Linked DNA regions of Sus scrofa: regions 1 and 3 are each linked to region 2. A link is a contact called in public Hi-C and HiChIP or PLAC-seq data. All regions are on one chromosome and are shown on one strand. The core of a region is the stretch at or near the end of the contact, and the rest is flanking DNA. Distances in the headings are between cores, read along the strand shown. Region 1 holds the start of CDC25C (cell division cycle 25C). Region 2 holds the start of CDC23 (cell division cycle 23). Region 3 holds the start of KDM3B (lysine-specific demethylase 3B).

The links. Hi-C and Micro-C count contacts between places; a contact is called where the count stands out from the background. HiChIP or PLAC-seq counts read pairs in DNA pulled down with a chosen protein or histone mark.
Region 1: a contact with region 2 is called in a Hi-C map of alveolar macrophages, with 1.6 times the contacts expected there. The contact joins the promoter of CDC25C here to the promoter of CDC23 in region 2. A contact is called at or near these places in 2 of 47 Hi-C or Micro-C datasets (alveolar macrophages and blood) and 2 of 2 datasets of contacts at active chromatin or transcription factors (alveolar macrophages and skeletal muscle).
Region 3: a contact with region 2 is called in an H3K27ac HiChIP or PLAC-seq map of alveolar macrophages. The contact joins the promoter of KDM3B here to the promoter of CDC23 in region 2. A contact is called at or near these places in 2 of 5 promoter capture datasets (fetal liver and fetal skeletal muscle), 3 of 47 Hi-C or Micro-C datasets (heart right ventricle, retroperitoneal adipose tissue and skeletal muscle) and 2 of 2 datasets of contacts at active chromatin or transcription factors (alveolar macrophages and skeletal muscle).

The regions. Positions count from the first base shown.
Region 1 is chr2:140,321,593-140,326,051 of Sscrofa11.1, reverse strand. CDC25C (cell division cycle 25C) reads left to right here and starts at 2,356. Exons shown (of 15, transcript NM_001123095.1): 1 at 2,356-2,528; 2 at 3,913-4,007. The coding sequence starts at 2,356. It overlaps LOC100515533 (oocyte-specific histone RNA stem-loop-binding protein 2), which reads right to left and starts at 1,498. Exons shown (of 8, transcript XM_021084840.1): 1 at 1,358-1,498; 2 at 1,214-1,257. The coding sequence starts at 1,257.
Region 2 is chr2:140,228,454-140,232,900 of Sscrofa11.1, reverse strand. It overlaps CDC23 (cell division cycle 23), which reads left to right and starts at 2,126. Exons shown (of 16, transcript NM_001267826.1): 1 at 2,126-2,290; 2 at 2,378-2,450; 3 at 4,314-4,447. The coding sequence starts at 2,139.
Region 3 is chr2:140,344,531-140,348,461 of Sscrofa11.1, reverse strand. It overlaps KDM3B (lysine-specific demethylase 3B), which reads right to left and starts at 2,317. Exons shown (of 26, transcript XM_003480917.4): 1 at 2,135-2,317; 2 at 2,022-2,132. The coding sequence starts at 2,239.

The sequences.
Region 1 (4,459 bases), core at 1,107-3,606, 93 kb before region 2:
TCTCATAGTGTGATCTATAAGCTATGCATGGTTAGCACCTGGGGGCCCTGATAATTCCTGGGCCCTACTCTAGGCCTATTAAATTGTTTTGGGAGCCTGTATTTAAAAGAGCTTCTGGAGTTCCCGTTGTGGTCAGTGGTTAACGAATCTGGCTAGGAACCATGAGGTTTCCAGTTCGATCCCTGGCCATGCTCACTGGGTTAAAGATCCGGCGTTGCCTCGAGCTGTGGTGCTGGTTGCAGACATGGCTCGGATCCTGCGTGGCTGTGGCATAGGCTGGCAACTACAGCTCCGATTAGACTCCTAGCCTGGGAACCTCCATATGCCACAAGAGCAGCCCTAGAAAAGGCAAAAAGACAAAAATAAATAAAATAGAGTAAAAGAGCTTCTGAGGTTATTTTAAACATTTCTTATTACGGAAAATTTCAAATATCCAAGGAAAACAGGATAATCCTCTGCTACTCAAAGTATGTTCCCAGGACCAGCTGCATTAGCATCATCTGGGAGCTTGTTAGAAGTGCAGAATCTTGGGCCCCAATCCAGATTTACTGAATCAGAATCTGCACTTTTAACAAGATCCCCAGGTGATTAGTATACAGTTTAAACTTTGAAAGCAATGATGTCATGGACCCCTAGTTAACCCGTCACCCAATATTCATGGCCAGTCTTACCTATATTCACTGCCATTTCCACAGGATTATTTAAAGCAAATCCCCAAGATTAAGAATAAATTATTACTATGGGAGTTCCCGTTGTGGCCCAATGGAAGCAGACCTGACTGTCAATCCATGAGGAGGCAGGCTGGAGTTAAGTATCCTGCGTTGCCCTGAGTTGGGTTGTAAGTCGCAGACATGGCTCGAATCTGGCGTTGCTGTGGCTGTGGTATAGGGTGGCAGCTGTAGCACCAATTTGACCCCTAGCGTGGGAACTTCCATAAGCCGCGGATGCGGCCCTAAAAAGAAAAAAAAAAAAAAAAAAGGATAAATTACTACTATCACCTAGTCAATATTTAAATTTTCACAGACAATCAAAGTTTGATATTCTTTGGACTGTGATAAAGATTATGCCAAGAGATTATTCAGCTCTCCTACTTTCCTTGAAAAGGAATTTCCTTTACCACACACACCGTAGCGTCTCAGATGCTGAACGCTTTAAAGGGACAGTGACCAAGAAAAGCTCTTGGAAGAGCGAATGGCACATCATAACCACACACCTGTCTTGCCTCAACATTTGCCACACCGGTGGCAAATATTCCATCTGTAGGGGAAGAACGGCAAATTAGAGGGAAAGGTCTACTTAACGACACGAAAATGAAGCAAGGAAAAAAAAGAAACGTTTGAAACACCCTCCCACCTACATTAATTTCTCCAGGTATTATTCTAAGGCGCGGTAGTCGCTAGCAAGGTGCAATTTAAACGTCCCGGGGTTGGCACTGCTGAGGGAAGGGAGAAATCGGAAAGCGTATGGTGATTGGCCAGGGAGCGAGCCAATGAGCCTCCAAGCTCCCTGTGGGGCGGGCCTTAACTAGGGGCTGGCCGAAAGCTGTTAGGCCAATCGGCAGCCGGCTCTGCCTGTGGGGCGGGGCAAATCTCGCTCCTTCTAGAACTGCTTACTCGCCCGGGTGATAGTCGAGGCGAACGAATGGCCGAGGGCAGTCTGCGCGCGTCGAGATTGGCTGACGCAGCTTCGAGGGAGGGCGGAAGGTTTGAATGGCTAAGGGTTGTGGCTGTTGATTTTACTCTGAGGCTGTAATTTCCACCGTCTGCTCTGAGGGGCGGCGAAGCCCGACCGCGGCCTCTCTGGTCGAGGGGGAGAACCGTCATCTGGTTAAATCTCGTCCTTTCCCCAGAGTTCCTTTAATTCTGCTGGAGTCTTCGTTTGTGTCTGACCCCTACCTACTTCTCTTCCTCCCGAAGGCACGTCGCAGACTCCTCCCTGAGGTAAGCCCGGAGCCGGCGCCTCCAGGGAATCGCCCGCCCGCGAACGGACTTTAGGGAGACCGGACAGGCAGTATCGCGAGTTAGGAGACCGGAGTTCCAGTCAGGAATCCTAAGCTGTGTGCCTCTTAACAAGGCCAAGTCCTTTTCTCTTTAACTTCTTTAAGGCCCTGAGGCTGCCTTTCGGTAAGTTCAGGTTCCGCTGCAAAGACCGAGCCGCTGGGGACAAGTGCTGTTTAAGCTCAGAGCCAACCTGGGTTCCCCGCTGAGGAGTGCGCCGCCTCCAGCGCTGTCCCCTCGGTCGCTGCTGGGAAGGGTGGAGCAGGGCGGGAAAGCTAGACCACTGGGGTGCACCCGTGTCCGTGACCGCTCCCTCTCTTGCTAGGCTTTCTTTTCTTTTAGGGAGACCTCGGAGAACATGGCTGAGGGGGGAAGACCTGGCTCAGGACCCAGTTTTAGGTCCAATCATAGGAAGATACTAAACCTGCTCCTGGAGAGAGAGACTTCCTTTTCCATGAGTTCTGATCGCCCTGGAACTCCACTGAAGAAGAAACTTTTTGGCGATTCTGCAAACCTCAGCATTTTATCCGGGTAAATCCATTTTTTCTTTTTACACTTTTTTTGGTCTCTTTTTGTCCTTTTAGGGCCGCACCTGTGGCATATGGAGGGTCCCAGGCTAGGAGTAGAATCGGAGCTGTAGCTGCCAGCCTACACCAGAGCCACAACAACGCCAGATCCGAGCCGCGTCTGCGACCTACACCACAGCTCTCGGCAATGCCGGATCGTTAACCCACTGAGCAAGGGCAGGGATCCATCCGCAACCCCATGGTTCCTACTCGGATTCGTTTCTGCTGGGCCAGGGGGAACTCCTCTTTTCAAACCTTATCTGCTTAGATCTTCTGAACAGTTTTGGGGCTTTACAAAATTATCCTGGCTTAAAGATCAGGGTTTGCGTCTTAGCTCTGCCCTTGACTAACCATGTGACCCTTTTGAGTTTCAGGCTTCTTTTCTGTGATGTAGGCATAGTAGTCAGCTCTTTTTGTCTTACTAGGATCTTGTGAGAATCAAATGATGTGGTGTCTGGGAAAATCTTTTTTTTTTTTTTTTTTTTTTTTTTCCCCCGCTTGGTGCTCCCCAAGGTGTGCGGAAGTTCCCAGGGCAGGAATCCAACACTGGCACAGCAGTGACAAGGCTGGGTCTTTAACCTAGTAAGCCACCAGGGAGCTCCAAAATCTTTGAAAATTCTTTTGTGTTATGTGCATTGTCAGTGTATTAGTACTAGTACTAATGTTGTTATTGTACTTTAAATTCTGTTCATGCCATGCCCTGATGCCTTAGCTAACCAACAAAGTTGGAGAATCATAGACCAGAGAAACACTGGAGATTCCAGGGAGAAATCATCATGCATAGGGCAAAAGATGTGGGGTCAAGCCCCACCTCAGCCACTTCCTTAAAATTATTTTGTTTATTTCAGGAGTTCCCGTTGTGGCTCAGCAGGTTACCAACCTGACTGGTATCCGCAAGGATGTGGGTTCAATCCCTAACCTTGCTCACGGGGTTAAGGATCTGGCGTTGCCCTGAGTTGTGGTGGCAGGTTGCAGGCAGGGCTCAGATCCCCAGTTGCTCTGGCTGTGGTGTAGGCCAGCAGCTGTAGCTCCAATTCGATGTCTAGCCTGGAAACATCCATATGCTGCAGGTGTGGCCCAAAAAAGCCAAAATAAATGAAATAAAATAAAATTACCTTGTCTCAATATGTTGGTGAGGAGAAAATGAGATGCAGATTATTGGAGTAAAAAAGAGATTTTTCTCAGCCTAATCTGAAATATTTCCAAAAAGCAATTAGATTTATTTGGACACTATTCAGATTATGTGATAGTAATTGAAGCATGTTTCAAATGAAGAGAATAAGTCATCTTTGCCTTTTAAGCATTTTACACCCTAATGGGAATCTTGATGTACTATTATGTCTCAACAGAGGAACCCCAAAACGTTGCCTTGATCTTTCGAATCTTAGCAGCGGGGAGATGTCTGCCACTCAGTTTACCACTTCTGCAGACCTCGATGAAACTGGTAGGGAAAAGGGGGAGGTAAAGGCCTTAAGGGAAGGAATTATTGTTAGGGGAGAGGAGTGGGTAGTAGAATAGAGACAGAAGGTGCTAAGAGTAGATAAGAGATCCTTGAGGATGGAATTCTTTGGCTACCTAGAAGGTGTTTAGGGAGAATAGTTTAGTCAATGGGAAGAGAATTGACCCTAATAGAAGTCACTTTGCATTGAGAGAATTAAACAAGAAGTAATATTTTGATTGATTGGTTGTGGAAATGAAAGTGGTCATTAAAATGTAAAGTTTTATGCCCTAGTCTAATCTCAGGAGGAAAAAAAAAATGCTTTTGTCAGCTAATTCTTAAGTGTTTTTTTTAGGATGTGTGCCGCAAAGGAATATGTTTTAGTAGTCAACCATTTTGGTATTTGTTGTAATTTCACATTTCCTGAGTGATAAGCTTTCCTGTATGTTGACATAGTG
Region 2 (4,447 bases), core at 877-3,376:
AGATCATCTTCTCTCTAAATAGTTTTTTTGATAGTCAAGATGTATCTTATTTCATTTATTTACTTATTTAATTTTTTTTTTCACTCATCTTTTTGGCTACGCCAGCAGCATATGGAAATTCCTGGGCCAGGGATGGAATCTGAGCTGCAGCTGAGACCTATACCAGAGCTATGGAGACACGAGATCCTTAACACGGGAACTCTTAGATGTATCTCATTTTATGTTTTTTTTTTTGGCTGCCCCACAGCATATGGAAGTTTCCTGGTGAGGGATCAGATTCCAGGGGGCAGTTGCTGCCTATGCCACAACTGTGGCAATGCTGGATTCTTAACCCACTGTGCCAGGCTGGGGATCAAACCTGGGTTCTGGTGCTCCAGAGACACTGCTGATCCGGTTGAGCCACAAAAGCTACTTTATAGCTGATATGAGTGCTGAATAATTTTTTTCTTTTTTTAAATTTATTTTTATTTTATGTTGGAGTGTAGTTGATTTACAATGTTGTGGTAGTTTCAGGTAAACAGCAAAGTTATACATATACAACATTTATTCTTTTTCAGATTCTTTCCCCATGTAGATTATTACAGAATATTGAGTAGAGTTCCCTGTGCTGTACAGTATGTCCTTGTTGATTATTTTATTTTTGGCTGCACCTGCAGCATGCCAAGGATGCCAAATTCTCAGACCAGGGATCCAACTCATGCCACAGGAATGACAATGCAGGATCCTTAACCAACAGGCCACTTGGGAACTCCAGTTAGCAATTTGATATATAGCAATGTGTGTATGTTAACCCCAAACTCCTAATTTATCCTACCCCCTTTAAATTATAAGTTTAAAACAAATATAAAATGTGTATCACTTGTGAAACAGGAAAAAAATTAGTATTTTGCCTTCATATACTGCATAGTATGGTGCAATAAAGTTGACTTTATGAAACAATCTTTAATAATAGATGTTAATCTAAACAACATTCTTTACCTAAAATCACTTCTATTTAACACCCAAAGAATGACAAAAGTGGCTTAAAACGTTCCCAGGGATACTATGAAAGGGTGAAAAACAACACAAGATTAAAAATGTTTATGTAATGTTTAAGAACCATGGGTTTTTGAGTCAGAGCTGGGTTATAATCTAGATGCTCTCCTTGGGAAAATGATCTGAACTCTCTAAACTTTCAATTCTTTCATCTGTAAAATTGCGGGAGTACCCGTCGTGGCACAGTGGAAACGAATCCGAATAGGAACTATGAGGTTGTGTGTTCGCTCCCTGGCCTCGCTCAGTGGGTTAAGGATCCGGTGATGCCTTCCCTGAGCTGTGGTGTAGATTGCAGAGGTGGCTCGGATCTGGCGTTGCTGGGACTGTGATGTAGGCTGGCAGCTGCAGCTCCAATTCTACCCCTAGCCTGGGAACCTCCATATGCAGCGAGTGCGGCCCTAAAAAGCCAAACAAAACAAAACAAAACAAAAACAAAACAAAAAACCCAAACCGAAAACCAAACCAAAACAAAAAACCCCAAAAAACAAACAATTGGGATGATACAATATCATAAGTCTGTTTTAATGGTCAAACCAGATTTTGTAGAAGTACAGAACCTGTCACAAGGTAAACCCTCAATACATGTTAGTTATCTTCCCCACTTCTGGGTTAAGGAAGAGGGTGGATAAAGAGGAAGAAGTCTCCACCTGCGGCCTACTTCCTTAAGGAAAAATCTGTAGGCTACCAGTTATCTTTGCTAGATACATACATCACTTTGCATGCCCACTAAGTACATTCCATCTTTCGTTCAGTCACGTCACTCTTAAGGTGCAGGGCTCTGTCCTTTCTGCACTTTCTTGGCCCCTACTCCCAAACCGCGCTTCCCAGTCCACTTTTCCTAGTCACTCATTCCTTTCTGCCCCGCCTAGAAATCCTGGCTTTCACCCCTCTTTCTTGATCTGACTTTCCCGCCCTAGAAGTTCTTGGCCAATCGGAGAATAAATTTGTCTCATCTCTCCAGGCCTCTTAGAGAGGCTAGGAGGAGGGCGACTTGTGATTGGTCTCTCCGGAGCCAGAGTTCGCCAATAACGTGCGGACTTTTTGGTGAACCGGGGCAGCTAGTATTGTCGCTGGTGATTGGCTGGAGTGGCTGAAACCCAAAAATGGCTGCGAGCCCCTCTGTAGTCCCAGTGACTGCTGTAATGCCGGTCCTGTCATCGAGTGGCGATTTCTCAAATTTGCGAGAAATTAAAAAGCAGCTGCTACTTATCGCGGGCCTTACCCGCGAGCGGGGCCTACTGCACAGTAGCAAATGGTGAGAGGTCGGGGTCCGGGGAGGACCGGGCTTGGCATCCTTGGCCTTGGGGAGCTCGAGCTGATTCAATTTGGTTGGATGTTCCAGGTCAGCGGAGTTGGCCTTCTCCCTTCCAGCGTTGCCTCTGTCCGAGCTGCAGCCGCCGCCGCCTATTACAGAGGTAAGGACATCTTAGCGGGTCCTCCCCATCATCAGAAGAGATCCTGAGTGCCTTGTCACCAGTTGGGAACATACTGCCTGGCAGGAATGTTGGGTAGAGGGAATTCAAGCTTTTAAAGAGCTAAGTGTTTTAAGCTATTTTATCTAAATGTTTTAGCTAAGCTTTAAAGACTTAGTAGTGTCCTTAGTTAAGCTGGAGAGAGTTAGTAAACAATCCTTGCTTAAGATTCCAGCCTTTTAGGTTTCAGAGCCCAACAAGGAGAAGAATCAGAGGTTTTTACAACAGTGCGAAACCAGCTTTGGATTCAGACAGCTCTAGGTTCAAATATCAGCCATAGTAGTAACTTTTGACAACTTACTAACCTCCTGAGACAAAGATACCTTATCTGTGAAATGCAGATAATAGTATTTACTTTACAGGGATATTGAGAGATTTAAATGAGGAATACATTTTAGGTACTATATACAGCATACGTTTACATAGTCTCAATAGTCTGAAAGATTTTCATCATAATCCATTTTGTTTTTCCTGAAGCTGCCGTTTTTTTGACACACCCTTTACACGTAAAAACAAGAAATATTTAATCCAAAAGGTATTTGGAGGTCAGAGGGGCAGGAGAAGAAATAAGCAAATGATGAATAGGTGTGAAAAGGGCCACTAGAATCCTAAGCTGAAATGGCCATATTTAGGACACATGATCATCCAGTGACAAAAACATTGGATACATTTTGGTTCCAGTTTCATGCTGGTAATACATGCGCAAGGAGGATGAGGAGAATGAAATTATTAAAATTTTGATCAGCTTATCCCTAGAATTCATGGGGATTGTATGTTTTTACCTTAAATGTGCATCATTTCATTTTTTTTTTAAATAGAGAATTTGCTTTTGCAATACTAACATGTTAAAACTTTATCCAAGTACAAAAATTATAAGTAACTGCACAATATATTGTATTTTTGTGGAAATTTAAAAGCCTAGAGAAGGAAGGGAATGCCAGTATTAATGCTTGACATTTTTCATGACGTTTTCACTTTTTCCTCATATCAAATCTGTATTACTTGCTCATTTTACAGACAAGTGAATACTCTGTGAAGTTAAGTTTAACTTAACTTCTCTACTATGTCTTTTTTTTTCCCCCTTTTATGGCTGCACCTGCAGCATATTTAAGTTCCTGGGCTAGGGGTGGAATCTGAGCTGCAGCCGCAGGCCTACACTCCAGCCACAGCAACACCAGATCTGAGCCACTTCTGCAAACTACAGAGCAGCTTGTGGCAATGTTGGATCCTTAACCCACTGGGCAAGGCCAGGGATCAAATCCACATCCTCATGGATTCTAGTTAGGTTCTTAACCTGCTGAGCTGCAACAGGAAGTCCCCCCCACACTTTTTATTTTTATTTTATTTATATATTATTTATTTATTTTTTGTCTTTTTGCTATTTCTTTGGGCCGCTCCCGCGGCATATGGAGGTTCCCAGGCTAGGGGTCGAATTGGAGCTGTAGCTGCTGGCCTACATCACAGCCACAGCAACTCGGGATCTGAGCTACGTCTGCGACCTACACCACAGCTCAGGGCAACGCCAGATCCTTAGCTCACTGAGCAAGGCCAGGGATCGAACCTGCAACCTCATGGTTCCTAGTCGGATTCTTTAACCACTGAGGCACAATGGGAACTCGCCCACTTTTTATTTTGAAAGAAAAAAAATTTCTGTGACCTTACTTGATAAATAAATAAATAATATCAGGTTTTGGGAAGGAAGAAAATAATTTTTTCTTACATCTTGAAATTAATGAATATGCTTCTTGGAATTGAACTTTTGTTGTCCTGTTCTCAACCAATTACATAAACTTGTCTCTTTTTTAGGAGGATGCCCAGGATATGGATGCTTACACTCTAGCCAAGGCCTACTTTGATGTTAAAGAATATGATCGGGCAGCACATTTCCTACATGGCTGCAATAGCAAGAAAGCCTATTTCCTGTACATGTATTCTAGATA
Region 3 (3,931 bases), core at 1,068-3,567, 120 kb before region 2:
AAAAAGGAAAACAAACTGCCAGTTCTGATCCTATACTAGTCATTGTCATTAACAGAACCTCATCATCTCAACAGTAATTCCTGAGCAATTCTACAAGCTGGTGAAGAATTTTTAAAGGCTCTGAGTTTTGTTGTGGCTGTTGTCTCATCTAGGTCACTTGGTTATACACACAAGACAAGAATAAGCACATTCTTAAAACCCCGAACTGCCTTTGTTTCTATATGCATACAGCTCTACACAAGAACTCAACGCAGCTATAGTGGACATTTTGCTATAACTTCCAAGAATCACGGCAACATTTTACTTGGTGTGAGGAACCAATTCCAACCGCCCAGTGGTGAAATTACTCAGTATTTAGCTTAATAGTTGTCCAGCATCTCAGCGAGCTTCAAAAACCTCTGTCCTTAGGGAGCCCAGCAAACAAAGTGCATGGGTAGCCATTTCAGGTGCAGAACTCATTACCAATTCATTTGATGGAGGAAACAACTAGAGAATAAAACTCCAACCGAAACTCTGGCACAGACTAGGGCTTCGGTCAAAATATGCATATAATGGTGGATGTTTAGTGCACTTAGGGGGTAAATTACTGGATCTGAGAGGAACACCTCTCTTCTGTCTCAACCTTAAAAGCAATCTTCTAAAGAAAGCGCAAAGGAATTTAAACCCAAATCCCTTCTTAATCATCATCCTTACCCCTGTTATATTCCTGCTATCTCTTTACAAATTCGCCCCATTGAAGCCTTCTAAATAAATGTTCAAGCAGCCTTTTTCTTTATAGAGCTTGGAGACAGATCAAAGTAAACGAACTTAGTAGAAGCCTAAGCCAGCCAAAAGCAAAACAATCCATAAAGCTTGCATATCAGAAAAAAAAAACAATAATAAGCTTAACACTACTGATCAATAGGTAGAAAAATGATTATTAGAAACCTGCAACGTTAATATCAAATCTTAAAATCGCGTTCCCCTTCACAGTGAATAAAGTATCTGCAGAAGGAAGTTCATCGTGAAAATCTTTCTTGTGACTGCGGATCTACCACAATCCAAAAGAAGCCCCCTATTTTTCCAGTCTTATCTCAACAGAGAAGCTAGGGCCGCTATCAGAATGAGGAACTAAAGAGGCTTGCCAAAGCTCAAAGGCAATATTTTGCTGCCACATTAACAAAAATAACACATCATGGTCCCGAATGCTAGTTAAGTTCTATTACTGAACAACTTTAATCACAAAATACACCACGGCAAGTATTCAAAAGCGGCCAAGCCTCAATACAAAGTTTCAAAACAAAACCTCACCCAAGGTTTGGGGGAGTAGCCTAGCTAGGAGCAAAAAAGCACCACCCAACAGCCCTATTTGGCTGCTAGGACAGATCTCAAACTTATCGAAAACAGCCACAACGGCAGCTCCTGTCACCCAGAAGCGCAGAGAGAGAGGAGCCCAAAGCGAGTCTCCAAGAGCTGGCTTTTCTGGAGACCGCCAGGCCGAGCCCGGCTCAGACAAGGAGGAAGTAACTGCCAGATAAAAAAGCCCCGAGTAGCTCCAACTGCAGCCTCCGTGCCTCCCACAATTGCCCACATTCCCGCCCCACTAGGGGCTCCGAGAAGAAGGGAGCAGGGCGCAGGTCTCTCGGGAGAGGCTGGGGAAGAGAGGTCTTCCAGGAGGCAGCGGCTGCACCAGCCCAACTCTGAGGGGCCCTGGAGCCCAGGGTGCGGGAGCCTGCTCCGAAGGCGTGGTGGTGGGGGAGCTGCGAAAGGGGTCGCTCAGGAGGCGGGGCCTGCCGGGTGGAGGCTGCAGCTCCTAGCGCCCTGGCCGCCCCCCCCGGGGTAAACCGGGGCGCGCACCCCGACGCGGAAGCCATGCTGGCCACAGCTCGGGGCGCTGAGGAGCCGGCGGGGGGCGCTGAGGAGATCCGGGGGCGCGGAACTGGGTCACCCCCACCCCACCGCCCCCTCACAAAGGCCCCCGGGGAGGCCGCCCGCAGGCCGTGCAGCCCCGGCCTCGAGTGCCCGCCTCGACCGCCACTCACCGCTAGATCCTGGGGCACCGCCCCGCTCATGGCCCGCACCGTGCCGGCCCGCCAGGCCCGAGTGCGCAGCGCAGGCCCTGGATCTCCGCCTGCCGCCGCTGCCGCCGCGCCGCCGCCGCCGCCGCCGCCGCGGGGACTGAGGCCGAGGACGAGGCCGCGGTGTCCGCGAACAGGAGCAGCAGCCGCTTGCCCACCGGAGAGGCCGCCGCGTCCGCCATCGCCAGGGCCCGCCAGACCCGCACTCCCTCCCGCCGCCTCCCACCACCTCCGCCGCCTAGCTCCCGATCCGCCCGCAAGGCCTCCCTCCGCACCACCCGCGGCCGCGGCTCCCCCCCCAACCCCCCCCAACAGCCACCACCAACCACCGGCGCCGCGCAGCGCCCCCCGTGGCCGGGAGCGGAGCCGCAGGCCGGGCCCCGCACAGCGCCCCCCGCGCTCCGGAGCGGGGCGGCAGCTCCGGGCCCCTCGCAGCGCTCCGCCCCAACCTCCCCGGGGCCTGCAGTGCCCCCTGCGGCAGGGAGGGGAATTGCAGTTTCGGCTGGGGTGGGGGAAGTGGGCGGGTCCTTCAGTCCCTCAGGGAACCATCCTGGTGCCACTCTGTCTTCAGGGGGTCCCTAAGCTGAGGAGGCCTTAGCTTACCCTCCCTGGACACCAAAGACTTACTGGGGTAGGGGGGCTGAGGGGCAGGGTGCTTAGAGAGTTGATATTTTGAGCTAAGTAGTGCCCCCAATACCTTATTCATTTCCCACCCTAAAAACATGCACTACCTTCCCTGTCATTATCTTTTAGGAAACATTCTTCCCATTGATCCATGAGACACATTCTTCTCATGGGCCAATAACATGGCACCAGCCCATTCTGTACTACCTATGCTTCATAGATTCCTCTCCAATTGACCCATGTGTTACATCCATTGTATATGATAATGCCACATACACTGGCTGAAGGCCAATGTCCTTCCAACATCTTAGTGTTTTGACATACCCCCAGGGGTCTTCTTCCCCTTCCAAATCAGCCAATAAGAAGTTCAGGGGCTTCTCAATTCAACTTTTAGGGGAATTGGACAGAGACCTGAAATAGAGGTTCTTTTTTCTTGTCCAGTAGTACCTCACCTTAGCAAACAAGTGGGACTGGAGTCATAGAAAAATGCTCCTATCTGAATTTACAGGCATGGGAAACTGATACTCCTGTTAGAAAAGGGGCTGTGGAGAGGGGGAGTATGTGTTTTCCCCCTAGATTTATATTCACAACAGGCAGTGGGAAATCTCAGTCATTAACATTGGTCCTGTTAAGAGACTGGCCCAAGTTCCATGGTCTTATGGATGTCGAGTATATATAGATATAAACCAGAAGCAGATATAAACCAGAAAAAAGTCTAGTATTAATCCATGATTACTGTCCTAAAAGTGCCCGAGAAATCTTTCATGGATCTGACCTATAGACAGATAAGAGCAGTAAGAGTTCTTTCTTCAAGACTTATGTGCCTATCCAGAAATCTGTCAATAACCCTTTTACCCTTGACCTACTTGGCTTGCAGCAAAGGTTGGAGCCAAGAGGGAGGAACCGATTGTTGCAAAAGTGCAACATCCAGAGAAGTCATTCTAGAACCCTGTGGAGCACCAAGGAAACATTTCCTTGGACTTTTTCCCTTGTAATTTCCATCTCCCATAGCCAACCTGAGGCCTAATGCTTTTCTGGGTCAAGAAACACCTCTTAAAGCACATGGCCCACAAACTGTAGTTGGTAGGCAGGGAATAAGGGTGAATCCATACAGAACCTAGCTGCCATGCAGCTTTTCCTTCAAAATTCACTGCTGGGATTTTCTCCCATTATGGAGCTCTAATGACTGTCCAGTGTCCAAAGCTGGCTTCTCATAGCAACAGACACAGAAATGTGCCTAAGCTCAGGGA